Regions from separate parts of the Mus musculus genome. Here region 2 is linked to region 1. A link is a contact called in public HiChIP or PLAC-seq data. All regions are on one chromosome and are shown on one strand. The core of a region is the stretch at or near the end of the contact, and the rest is flanking DNA. Distances in the headings are between cores, read along the strand shown. Region 1 has its middle 5.7 kb from the start of Gm46942. Region 2 has its middle 9.2 kb from the start of Gm31190.

The links. HiChIP or PLAC-seq counts read pairs in DNA pulled down with a chosen protein or histone mark.
Region 2: an H3K27ac HiChIP or PLAC-seq map of embryonic stem cells shows a contact between it and region 1, with 3 times the contacts expected there. The contact joins two enhancer-like sites.

Annotation. Positions count from the first base shown.
Region 1 is chr5:118,350,773-118,357,646 of GRCm38.p6, forward strand. No RefSeq gene overlaps it. Among named protein-coding and RNA genes, the nearest start is that of Gm46942, 5.7 kb to the right of the region's middle. Within about 2 kb of position 3,214, at least 91 of the 459 cell types and tissues checked have an H3K27ac peak or open chromatin away from gene starts, as enhancers often do. A contact at or near this core is called in embryonic stem cells, where this site is marked.
Region 2 is chr5:119,306,148-119,313,021 of GRCm38.p6, forward strand. No RefSeq gene overlaps it. Among named protein-coding and RNA genes, the nearest start is that of Gm31190, 9.2 kb to the left of the region's middle. Within about 2 kb of position 4,279, at least 22 of the 459 cell types and tissues checked have an H3K27ac peak or open chromatin away from gene starts, as enhancers often do. A contact at or near this core is called in embryonic stem cells, where this site is marked.

The sequences.
Region 1 (6,874 bases), core at 1,964-4,463:
CCACAAGTTGCTTTGATCATGGTATTTTATCACAGCAATGGCAACCCTGACTAAGACACTTAGGGACAGACATTGTGAGATCTTTAGTGACATCTAGTTACAACTTGCTTGAAATTTGCATTGACAACTGTCTTCTTCATTATTATTTCTTTGGGAGGCTATTCCTCTTTAAAAAACAAAAACAAAACACACACACAGTACACATTGCTTTACTTTTAAATTCTTTTAGACTATTTTTTATTTTATGTGTACATATGTGTGTTTGCACGAACGCAAGCCATGTGTGCATGGTATCCTTGGGGGCCAGAAGTTGTCAGATCCCCTGAAGCTGGAGTTACAGGTGGTTGGAAACCTAACCTGGGTGTTTCAAACCAAACTGGAAGTCATCTCTCCATTCCCAACAACAAGGGTTTTAATGAAAGGTGTTCTAAGCAGCATGTGGTTGTAGCCGTCCAGTGGCCATGGACAAACTGGGTATACCTGAAAGGAGGGCTGGAAATGAAAAAGGACAGGGTGCGAGAGGATGAAGCCAAGATAAAGGTTCTGATCAAGGCTCAAAGTTTAATTTTCAGCACTCTGTTTATATAGGGAAAACCCACAGACCCATCCTTTGTTTCAGCTGGATTATGTTGCAAAGTGAGCTCAGTGGGCAGTCTGTTCCTGTAGGAAACTGCAGGTGCAGCAAGGCAGAAGTCTCCAGCTGGGTCCAACTGTGGGGGTACTTAAGGTCTATTTAGCCTGTTCAAGTACTAGGGGAAGAACATTCGTGGTGGTTTGAATAAAAATGGCTCCCATTGGCTCATTTGAATGCCTGGTCATCAGGGAGCAGACCTGTTTAAAAAGGATTAGGAGGTGTGGCCTTACTGGAGAAAGTGGGTTAATTGGGCTGGACTTGGAGGTTTCAAACACCATGGCAGAGTCTCTCTCTCTCTCTCTCCCTTCCTCCCTCCCTCCTTCCCTCCCTCCCCTTCTTCACTTCCCCCTCCCTTTCTCTCTCTTTCCTCCCTCCATTTCTCCCTCCCTCCTTCCTTCTCTTTCCCTCTCTCTCCCTTCCTTTCTCCCTCTCTCTCCCTCTTCCTCTCTCTCTTTCTCCCTCCATTTCTCCCTCCCACCTTCCCTCTCTCTCTCCCCTTTCTCCCTTTCTCCCTCCCTTCTTCCCTATGTTTCTGCCTGCTGCCCGTGTATCAGGATGCAATGCTCACAAACTGCTTGCTCTAGTGCCAGCCTGTTTTCTCTCTGCCTGGATGATCATGAACTTACAAGTGTTGCCTTGGCCATGGTGCCTCTTCATAGCAATAGAACAGTGATTAAGATAAAGGAGATTGGCAGTTTAGTTGTTATGTCGCTATCTTTCTAGTTCCCTAGTAAGGACAAAGAAGAGATATAGACTCAGGGAAAGCCAAAATCTCACTAGCACCCCTTATGAAAAAGGGAACGGATCAACCTGGACAGATCAGTGGGTCCAGGTCTTCATTAGAGCATCCTCAGGTTCCTGCACAGTCATGGCCAGGGAAGCATACTGGGTTGTTTTACTGCAGGATGTCTCAGATTCTTCATCGTGCTAGTGTGGACTGTGTGGGTGGTGCCCCACTTTTCCTTGTTCTTGAAATTCACACAAGCAAAGTGTTCCTGAGAACCACATCCCAGATACACCCATTAGAAAAAGCTGGATTTAATAGCCTTAAGATTGTCTCTTGATAAAACCAGACCGTCAGAGAATTACAGATATCACAAGGTTTTGGTCACTTACAGATTGGTGGCGTTGGAGATTGCCTGACCTGAACAGTGGAACATGACAGAGAACCCAGGGTACAAACTTCCTATCATTTTTATCACAATCCAAAACAACAACAACAACAACAATAAACCTTTCATTGTATACTGTCATCTCAGCACTTGCTGAAACAGGACAATCAGGAGTTCAAGGCCAACCTTGACTCTATACCCAGATGAGACCAGCTTGGGCTACATAAGACTCTCCCAGAAAACAAATAGAAACCGATGTACAGCTTGTGGCTAGTAAGAACTGAATTTTCCTAAGCATCAAGCTTGCTTATGTCCAACACAATGGGCAAGAGAAAATTCTAAGCTAAAATGTCATTTAAACTAAGAGCACATTGTGGATGTGTTGGTGTGGGAAGAATATCGGGAGGTTGGGGTGTGGGGGGTGGAGGGGTGGGAAGTGCCAGTTAGGGGTGGGCAGGGTCTGGCCACTCGGCCCTGTAACTGCAAAGACGCTTGCATGAGATGGTGTGGTGTGAGACCGGAAGAATTCATGATCTACCAAAGAGGATGACCATGGAATTCAAAGAGTCTCATGGGCTTGGGGCATGGGAGTGGGACACATGGCTCAGTTCTTAAAGGATACACTGTTAAGTTTCAAACCCGGAATGGGGGCGGGGGGAAGGGAGGGAGGAATGAGGTGCCTATTTAACATTTTAAAGAGGACCTGGCCTCTAGCTCCTCCCAGGATTCCTCAGTCCCTACCTGTTTCAGGGCGTGGTTGGCATAACTCCGCCCTCTACCCTGAACTCTCCAGCCCAGGGGCTGGGCTGCCTGCCTCCCAGAGGCTCTTCCCAATATAATCCACTCTCTCTTCCCCTCCCCGGACTCAGTTCAGGGTCATGACCACGCTGGACTCTCCCAGATGTGTCTGCTTCTGGCTATGCTCCCACAGATATAATAATAAACATTCTCCTCCACCATACCTAGGAGCGCCTGTGTCCTTTCCTTTCCATTTTATTTCTTTTCCTTCTCCCCCCCCCCGTCCCCCTCCCCCTCCCCTCCTCCTCCTCCTCCTCCTCCTCCTCCTCCTCCTCCTCCTCCTCCTCCTCCTCCTCCTCCTCCTCCTCCTTCTTCTTTTCATTCACTTGCCTTGTGAGTGTAAGGACCTGGGTTCGATGTTGTGTTGTAATTTCAGTTTCTGGAGAGGAGGAGACAAGACCACCCGCTGGACTCGCTTACCAGCTAGCTTAGGCTTCTTGTCCTGTTTCAGACCATCACCATCACCCCAGGGCACAGAACAACGGGAAGCCACAGGGTCACGGCCTGCTAGTTTGAGAGCTGAATCCATTCATTCATTTGGGAAAGCAATCATTGACTAAGCACCTCCCATCGAGTGGGTGTGGCATGGAGACGCCAGGATGTGCAATTATCCCTGTCTTTAAATCCCCTTGGACACTTCCCTACAGGGAAACGAGGTTTCAGAGAGTCTTCAAATCTCTTTTCTACTTGCCTGGGGGAGGAACTTCAAAGATTGGGTCTTTCCACCAAGCCCTTGATGAGAAGCTTGCGGGAAGCCAGAGACACAAGGCGACATTATTCCCAGAATTAGACTCACGTGTTACTTTAGCTTTCTGTCCCTTCTGCCCCCTTTCCGGTCCCCCTCATTTCTCCCTCCCGTTTTCCTCCCCTTCCTTCTCCCCATCTCTTAGCAGTTCCTCTCTCCCTCTCCACTCCACTCCCCTCCCCTGCCTCCCTCTCCTACACTCTGACACTCTTCCTCTTCCTCCCAAGTCCTTTCTCTTCCTCTTTTGAAAAGTGTGCCCTCCCAGCACCCCAGGCCAATCGGATTCTCCAGGGTTGAGTTACGGTCCTGAACTCACTGACTCATTGGTCCGAACACCAGACTTCAAATTCCCCTTGAAGTCAGTGTGATCCAGAAAAAACAGTAGTGTTGGGGGAGATTTAAAATATCTCAGCTGGAGACCTTTGAAAGCATGAACACACACACACAGACACACACAACACACACACTTATACTCATGCTCACCCTCATGCACATATACTCACACTGACACATATACACATATACACACACACATACTCACAGTAACCCAGTCACATACATAATACATACACACTCATACTCACACACATATACACACTCTCATAACACACATTCTCTCTCTTATATAAACACTCTCACACTAACACACTCACAGATACTAATACACACTCTCACACACACTCGAGTGCACACACACACACACACACACACACACACACACACAAATCCTTTAGCCTCTGGGAAAAGCGGGAGCAATGGAATTCTTCAGAACAATTGCAGGGAATCTCTTTATCTTGATGGAATTAGGCTGCTTAATAAACTAGCCGGGAGCTACCTTGGACTCCCTCTGGAAACACACTCCACCACATTTTCTTCCTGGCACTCAACAGGCAGGAGAGAAATAGATTGTTGTTTTTTTTGTTTTGTTTTTTGTTTTTTTCCTTCCTGTGCTGCCCCTGAGACACAGGTTCAAGCTTGCCCTTCACTACCAAGCCAGCTTAATTCTCTGGAACTCTTCCTTGAACGTCAGCAGCCCGAGGGCTTTGTGCTCAAAGAGCAAGCTCTCAACTGGCATTTCAGGCCAGATGAGAAGATTCTGCTGTTTCTGTGCCCCTACAGGGGGATTACTGTGAAGGTCTGCTGGCAGGCAGGGCAGCATGCCTGGGGAGAGAGAATCAGAAGGTCTAAAGGTTTGATAGCAGAAAGCTAGCCAGGGCTCTGAGTTCAAACCCCACCCTACTTAAAGCTGTTGAGTTCTGCCCATAGCTTCTACAGTCCCACCCTTGGTCTTCTTTCTTCTGGAAAAAGCAACTTCATGTAAGGACCTCTTGCCTTCCTCTGGCCAAGAGGTAAACGCACAATTTTGACCATGCCAGATGAGGTTCTCTCAGAATTTAGGACTCTGTAGCCTTGGCGCAAATCCATCAAGGCATCTGGAAACCTCCCCGGGACCCCCCTGGGTCTCCATAGCCAGGGCAATCCCTGTGCCTTTCTAAGACTGTTTGGCTATTTTATGTTTTAAAATCTCTCTGGAAGCTTCTAATTCTGTTTCTGTTGTCTGTCTGTCCATCTCTTTCTGTGTGCATGTGCATGTGTATTTAGGGATAGGTGCGGGGGGTTTCACGTTGTGTCGGGCAGGCCTTTTGCCACTGAGCTACATCCTAGGCCCCACCCCACCCCCTTATTTTTCTTGCTGGCTCACATTGCTTTCTTCTTCCCTCCCTCTACCCTTCCCTCCCTCCCTCCCTGGCTCCCCCATCCCCACCCCCTTCTATTCAAGTTAGCCAGTCAAATTCTGCCTCTGGCCAAGGTGACTGTACTCAGGGCTGTTTGCCAGATGAACACAAGCAGATACAGCAGAGGAGAGCTGTGAGCGCTATAAAGACGGGCTAACTCTGTAAAGCCTGGGCCCAGCTTTCTGCTTGAGGTTGTGACACGGGGACGGTGGGGACGCAGAGCCCAAGAGAGTGTGTGGCCTCCTCAGGATGGGACAGAGGGTTGAAGAGGTTGGAGTTTGTGAGGCTAAATCCCAAAGAGTCACTCACTTAATAGTGTCATAAATTGGCACAGGGGACTCATTGGGCCAGAGATTGAATGCCAAATTGCTCCGGCATTGGGCAACACACTACAAAGCTGGCAGAGTGTGCAGTGGCTGGTATAGCGTGGGCCAAGTCATTTGAGGAGTGCTTCTGGGTCTGGGGACGTTCAAGTTCTAGCAAGTAAAACAGGCGCCATGGGTTGAACAGCTAAGGCATTTCCTGGAGGCCACGGAGAGGCTGTGTCTGGGTGGCGGGGCTAAAACAGGGTCTCGGAGGTGGGATTGTGGGGGGAGACAGAGAAACAAACCTGGGAAAGTCAATTCAATGACTTTCCCCAAACAAAATTTCAGAGGATAAAAGAACTAAAGCAGGTAGTCTGTTGTGTGTCCAGCCCTGGAAGAAGCACAGAGAGCGCCCCCCCCCCCCAGAGCATCCTCAGGCAGTATAATGTCAAATGCCCAGAGCCATTGAACAGAGGAGGGTTTGGGAATGGTTTCATAAATAAGGCCAGAGGTAGGAAGAAGAGGGAGGTGGGGAAACAGCTCAGTAAAGTGCTTGCATGAGGACCCAAGTTCAAATCCCCAGAACTCATGTAAAAGTAGGATGCCGTGCTGGGTAGTTCTGTGTCAGCTTAACACAAGCTGGAGTCATCAGAGAGAAAGGTGCCTCAGTTGAGGAAATGCCTCCATGAGATCAGGCTGCAGGCAAGCCTATAGGACATTTTCTCAATTGGTGATTGATGTGGGAAGGGTTCCGCCCACTGTGGGCAGAGCCATCCCTGGGCTGGTGCTCCTGGGTTCTCTAAGAAAGCAGGCTGAGCAAGCCACGGGGAACAAGCCAGTAAGCAGCATCCCTCCATGGCCTCTGCATCAGCTCCTGCTTCCAGATTGCTGCCTTGTGTGAGTTCCTGCCCTCACTACTTTGGATGATAAACTGTGTTATGGAACAGTGAGCGAAATAAACCCTTTCCTCCTAAAGTCACTTTTCAGCATGGTGTTTATCACAGCCATGATGACCTTAAGACAGATAGGGTTAAACTCGTCTGCCATCCCAAAGCTGGGGAAACAGATACAGGAAAATACTTGGGACTCACAAGCTAGCCAGACGAATTGCATCAGTGAGCTTCAGATTCAGTGACTCTGTCTCAAAAAGAAGGAAAAAAAATATGGTGGAGGGGCTGGAGAGATGGCTCAGCAGCTAGGAGCTCTTACTGCTCCTCCAGAGGACCTGAGTTCACTTCTCAACACCTACATTAGTCAGCTCACAATGGCCTGTGGCTCTGCTTCTGGAGAGATGCAATGACTGGCATCTATGAGTACCTGCCTGCACGCAGACATATATCACACACGTGTTACTAAAGAGAATAAAAATAAATCTTTTTTAAAATGTGGTAGAAGGCAACTGAATAAGACACTGGATGTTGACTTCTGGCCTCCATGAGTAGGTGCACATGCATACTTGCACACACATACACATATGTACATACTTACACACACACTCACACACACAAACAACACACACACACTCACACATGTACACACATACA
Region 2 (6,874 bases), core at 3,029-5,528, 960 kb after region 1:
ATTTACTGTGCTATCATGAGCAAGACCCATGCTCCACAGTGCCTCAGTTTCCCCATCTCAACCAAGAGCACACTGGTTCAATTTATGGATGACTCTGGGTTTCTTCAAGTGTTATAAGTAGACAGGTCACAGTCTTTTCTCTCTTCCTGGGATGTGTGGTGTTTAGAGGGTTTCATTCAGTAGCCCATGCTGGACTGGAACTCACTATCAGTTCAGTCTAGCTCAAACTTGGGATCTTCCTGCCACTGTCTGCCATGGTCTGGGCTTGTAAATGTGTACCACCATGACTGGCCCTATGCTTGCTTATTAACCTCTCCCAGATATTCTCGTGTGTGTGTGTGTGTGTGTGTGTGTGTGTGTGTGTGTGTGTGTGTGTGTGTTTTCCTGCAGAACTCACAGGTTTCTCCTACCATGTCTAGTTCATGTGACTCTGGGGATCCAGTACAGGGTTTTGTGCTTCATGCCAGGCAAGCATTCTACAAACAGGGTCCTATCCCAGGGGCCGCCACACCCCAGCTTCTCACCTAACATGCAGAAATCTGAAGCAAAACCTTATCTGGCCTCTTCCCAGAAGTGATGCACTCCTGGTAAGCTCTTGTGGACTTTAAGACAAGTGCCATGATACATGGTGAGTGAACCCCAGCCTCAGTGAGAAAGGCGAGAGGGAGAGGTGGGGACTTCAGAACAGTCATCCAAAGAGGACCTACAACTCCCCAGCCTCTGCCAGTGATTGCTATGTATGTGTATATATATATATGCATGGCTCTAGAAGAAGCTGACAGTCCTCAAATTCACAGGACCTTATGCCTAAACAGGAATTCTCTTAAACACAGTGGAATACATTAGCTTAGAAAAATCCCAGCATGTAGGTGCTAAGGTTTACCCACTGATTCTGACTTAAACACATCTGAATTGAACAAACTGCAAAGACTGCTTCCAGCTATGGAAATAAGATGGTCTGTGCCGGGGATCGGCACACACTATTCCCTGAATGGAACAAGACTGAGAACACTTCAGATTTTGCAAGTCTCTGTTTGTAACCACATGTTTGTTTCCACACAGAAAGACAGACAGACAGACAGACACACACACACACACACACACACACACCACTTAGGAAAATAAGTGTGCTCTGTGCTGATAAAACTTTATTTACAAAAATAAATGTTAAAAGGAAACAAGATTAATTTGGCCTACACTTTCCTGACCTTGTTGTCAGTGATGAGCTGCATGAAATCAAGTAGTGGTGGGGCTAGGCAGATGGCTCACTCAGTAGAGTGCCTGCCTAGCGATGATGAGAACCTGAGTTCAATCCCCAGCACATACATTTAAAAGGCCAGGTATGGTGATGTGCCTGTAATGCCAGCGTTGGAAAAGCAGAGACAGGTGGATCCTTGGGTCTGTCTAGAGAGACAGCCTAGCATATTTGGTCACTTCTCATTGCTAATGAGAAACCTGGACTAAGACACACACACACACACACACACACACACACACACACACACACATACCTGAAGAATGGTACCAAAATGTGTCCTCTGGCCTCTGCATGCGCCTGCAGATTTACGCACACACACATACTAATTTCTATTTTAAGTGATGAATTTTTGGACGTTCTTTGGACAGCAGCTAATATTACAACTGACTTTCTTCCTTGTGTCCACCCCGGAGCAGTTGCTTCAGTGTTAGTCCTGTCCTGTTCCATTGAGTGGGTTTTTAGGATCTGTGGTCACACACATCAGTCTGTGGTCATCACGACCCATGGCGTACACTCACTGTTGGCTCATGGGGATGTGGGAAAGGCTGCTTGGGCTTCTGATAACATCTCATTCCTGCATCTGGAACATCTGGATCTAGGCTCTGTGGCATTCTTGCTGGGAAGTGGTAAGAAATCGTAAATACGTCCAGAGTACAGTCTCCAGATTAGTCAAAGCGGTGTTGGGAACACAGGCCACAAGGCTACCACTAGGCTTGGTGTCCCTGCCTCTGTTTCCCAAGAGCTGTGTGCCAGGGGCAAGTCAATGACCCCCCTCTGCTGTAACATAAGAAAACAAATGAGCACACTCACTTCAGAACCCAGAAGAACCCAGACTTCACTTCAACCTCACAATGAAAATTCTAGAGGGAAAAAAAAAAAGGCAACAAAAAAGGCCAAATGGAATTTTTCCCTACCTACTTGAATCCACTTTTCTTCTTTTTCTTTTTTAATTTTTAGTTTTATTTATGTTTGGGCATTTTTGCCTGCAGGTAAATATGTGCGCCATGTGCACGCAGCGTCCACAGAGGCCAGAAGAGGGCGTGGGATCCCCGGTAACTGGAAAGAACAGGCATTTGTGGGTGCTGGAAACTGAACTCCGGTCTCCTGCAAGAACAGCAAACGCTCTTTTATAAACACTCAACCGGTCACTCTTGCTTTTCTGTGGAACAGTTGAACCTAGTTGAGTTGGTAAAAAAAAAAAAAAACAAAAAAAAACAAAAAAACTGAACATTGATACAGCCATTATACGGGCTGTAAAAGTTCAACCCCCTCCCGCTCAACCAGAAGCGAAGGGAGAGCAAGGGCAAGGAGTCTGGGAAGCGTGTTTGAGCCTCCTCAGAGTAGGGTTTCTCACCATTCATCTCTCCCTGCAGAAGCTCAGCAAACCTCAGCATCACTCTGTGCCAGCTCCCTTCACGCCTCTTGTGACAGAGAAGTGTCCATGGTGGTTACTGCCGTGTGACACTCTGCTTTGTCTCCGCTTGAGACGAGCATCTCTGCCTCAGGGGTTACACACAGGGATGTAGTCGCCCCTCTTGGGACTGTGGAGGGACAAAGCCACCAGTGGCAGAGTGACAAGGAAGGACCCACAGCCATGATCTGTGGCACATAGTAGGTACTCAAGGAACAACGAGGCCCTTTTCATTCTCCCTCCGTTCCTCGTCCGGTTTCTATTGTCTTCCTACTTTCCTTCCTCCTCCCCCATCCCTCCCATCCTTCTTTCCTGTTCTCCATCTTCTCTGCAGTAATAGTTCTATCCTTAAACATTAGCATCATTGATGCCCATAGTGTTTGCATCAGGATCAGCATCCTTCCCGTTTGTCAAAGTTTCCTCCCAGCTTTTCAAAGCAAAGAAAAGAGAAAAAACAATTCCCTCTCTACACATGCTTTTGGGGAAGAGCTTCATTCGCTGTTTTTCACTTTATCTTTGGAATTAAGCTGTGGCCACAGACCCACGCACTTCACAGAGCAGTTGACTGATGGCTACTCTCCGACGAATCTCACATTGCCATGGCAATGTCAACATTCTCTGCACTGAGCCCATCCTCGACACGTATTCCGTGTGCTTTTCTGGCGGCCATGTCCTTGTTGAGGCTTCTCTGGCTGTGATGAAACATTAGGACCAAATAGCAAGTCAGGGAGGAAAGGGTTTATTTGACTTACACTTCCACATTGTAATCCATCATCGAAAGAAGCCAGGTCAGGAACTCAAACCTAGAGTCAGGAGCTGGTGTAGAAGCCATGGAGGGGTGCTGCTTACTGGCTTGTTCCCCCTAATTTCTTATAGAGGCCAGAAGAGCCAGCCCAAGGATGACATGACCCATAATGGGCTGGGTCCTCCCCCATCAATCAATAATCTGGTTTAGAGCCTGATCTTATGGATGGCATTTTCTCCATCAGGGGTTCCTCCTTTTAGTTGACTCTAGTTTATGCCAAGTTGACATAACATTAGCCAGGGCAACCCAAGGGCAGGACGCTGGGCGATTTCTCCAAAGACACAGCACAGACCTCCCTTTCTTGAACAAGAGATCCTTCTTCCAGGAGGTTTAATTAGGTCTTGGCTCAGTGGACCCTAGTGAGTGCCCTCGCAGGAGCTGATCCTTTTCTGATGAAATGGCTTAGTCCGTCCAATCCAAACGGAGGTGTGTTCTTGTTTTATACTTGGTGTGAACGCTCTGTGACCAAGGCATAGCACTTTGGGGGAGGGGAAGGAGGCTAGCCTCAGAATAGGCACCATGTGACTCCTGGAATTCAGAGGCTCCTATTTCCGCTGCCCTTGCTGCGGATCCTGGGTGCTGGGCACTTTGTTAAGGGCTGGCGTGGCCAAGGCAGACGCTCGGCTGTCAACAGCCAACAGAGGGAGAAGCACCTTCCCCTGTTCATGCCCGAGGCTTGGCCAAGACTCCTGTAGCTGTGATGGGCTACTTCCTCCATGAAAATAAGACGGAACAATAGTGCTTTTGTGCAGCTAGGCAGCTGAGTGCAGGCCCAGTCTGGATCTAACTGGCTAGAGCTTGAGATATGGGTGAGGCGCTGCTGGTTAAGCCCCTTGTGCTGAGGCCTGAAGGATGCCAAGAGCATCCTTAGCTCAAGTGATGGGTGACCTTGGAGTTTCTCTGGGCTTCTCATCTGTGCCTTTATCCCTGGGGGATGTGCCTAGTGCCTGCTTCTCCTTCTCCAGTGTGACATCATGTCAGACTCAGGATGTGTCAAAGCCTCTGGTGAGAGGCACGGGCATCACATCACTCCAAAGCTGCCATTTCCAGGAGTGAACTGGAGCTCCTTGGCAGAGCTACCCAGCCAGCTTTCGGGATGTTTTTGTAACACGACGCCATGCTGGCCAGATCTTTGAGTTATGCACTCATACTGAGTGTGCACACCTGTTTCAACTTACACCAAAGTGTGACTAGAACAGGGGCCTGAGGATGTAACTCAGGGATACAATGCTTTCCTACCATCTTCAAGGCCCTGGGTTCAGTCTCTAACACTGAGAAAGGGGAAAGTGGGGGAGAGGGAGGGAGAGAGATAAGGAGGGAAGGAGAACGAAAGTAAGAGAAGGAAGAGGGAAATGGAAAGAGTGAAAGGGAAGAGAGGGAGGAGGAGAGGGGGGAAGGACAGAGGGAGAAAGAGAGAAGGAGGGAGAGAGGGAGGGAGAAAGAGAAGGAAAGGAAGAGGGAAATGGAAAGAATGAAAGGGGAGAAAGGGGGAGGGAGGGAGGAGAAAATATGTACAATCAATCAATATAATAGTAAAATTTAGCAGTCATTCAACCATCACTCTGGTCAAAGAAAACATCGTGGCTGGTGTCCTGTAACCCTCAAGTCACTTTCTGATCACAGTCACCTGAACACACACACACACACACACACACACACACACACACAACCTGCTCCCTTTTAGGACATCTCTCCCGTGGTCTGGTCTGACTGCATTCTTCCCACGGGTCTTAGCAACACTGTTACCTGTGCATCCTTCAATCAACAAGACAAAGCACCTTCACTGTTCTTAGCAACATTGTTACCTGTATGCGGGTCAATCAAGAAGACAGTGTGTCTGTGCTTGATTTCTAAATTCTTTCAGGAGCACCACTTGTGTGTGTGTGTGTGTGTGTGTGTGTGTGTGTGTGTGTGTGTCTGTGTGTCTGTGTGTCTGTGTCTGTGTGTGTCTCTGTATGTGTGTGTGTCTGTGTGTCTGTGTGTCTTTGTGACATTTGAAAGAATCATAACTCTTGCATGTAGCTGGAGTTCCTTTGTTTTCACGGCTGTAGACTATTCCATTACTCCGAGCTTAGACTTAAAAATGTGATAGTTAGCAACCTGGTATCCTCTGAGCCATGGGTGCCAAGAGCATCCTAGGCTATTCAGCCCTGCCTCTGCTTGCACACCACCACTTCCTCTACTTGCAAAATTCTGTGCCCCCCTCATACCCCCTCTCCCCCATGCAGGTAGCTTTGAGGACCAACAGAATGTGAGAAAATTCTGGGTCCAGATTTCAATAGGGTGGCAAATCTCTGGGAATCTGACCTTGCTGGAGACAGCTGGTTGCCCCAAGAAGACTTGGGTACCCACACATGAGGAAGAGCATGTAGAGAAAACATCTCAGCCCAATGACTTTCTGCTTTTCCTAGCTGTTCCACTGAAAGCACCAGCTAGGACAGCTTTTCTATCTCCCGGGCATGGCCCAGCCTTAGGTAGAGCCACCCTGTTGAGCAATGGCTCAAGCTGAAAAACCCTCAGAGAAAACACCTGTTGTTTTAAGACCTTCCGTGTCAGGGCAGCTTGTAGTCCAGCATCGATTGGCTCAGACAAAGCCTGCTGGGCTGGACTGTCCTCTTCCTCTAGAGTGTACAAGTCAGGCCTTGGCCCTTGTAATGAGAGGCTCTTGTACCATCTTTGCAGGCTTTATAAAATGCCTCTGCCTCCTTCTGGCTCTCTTCGTTTCTACTTTCCACCATGTTCTTGTGTGAGTCTGTGAAGACAATCCTGGGCCTAGGGCAGCAGAGAAAGAAAAGAGAGCAGAGAAGCTCTTACTGGGCACCTTTGACAAAAGGGTGTTTGTTATCTGTGGCCTCACAAGAACAGTTAAGGAGATGCTAGCTTGTTCAGCTACCTGAGTCTCTGGGCTCCACAAAAATCACCTCTGTGTGTGCCCAGGCTGCAGGGTATAAAAATACCATCAGACTTTTCTAGACCTGCAGAGACTGAAACAGGAGAATCCCTGGGCTTCACTAGTCAACCAAGCTCAGTCTAATTGGTGTGCCCAGGCCAGTGAAGAGACTTTTTGAGGGTGAAGCCTGGATTCCACACAAACATGCATACATATGCATCTCCCTCCCACATATGCCTCTGTACACACAAACCCACATATTCTTGTACACACACACACACACACACACACACACCAGCAAGAACAAAACCAGCAAAGATAAGGATGGACTAGGGAAGCGGTTTGGTCTAGGAAGCCAGAAAGATCCCAGAGAGTGCATATGGCACATGGTGCCCGGATGGAGTCATGGTCTGTCTGTCCCTACACTGCTTGCTCTGCCTGGGTTCTGCCGCAAAGGCAGATGGTGTTGAGCAATTCACGGGGAAGGATTCCGCTGTGTCTGTGGCTCGC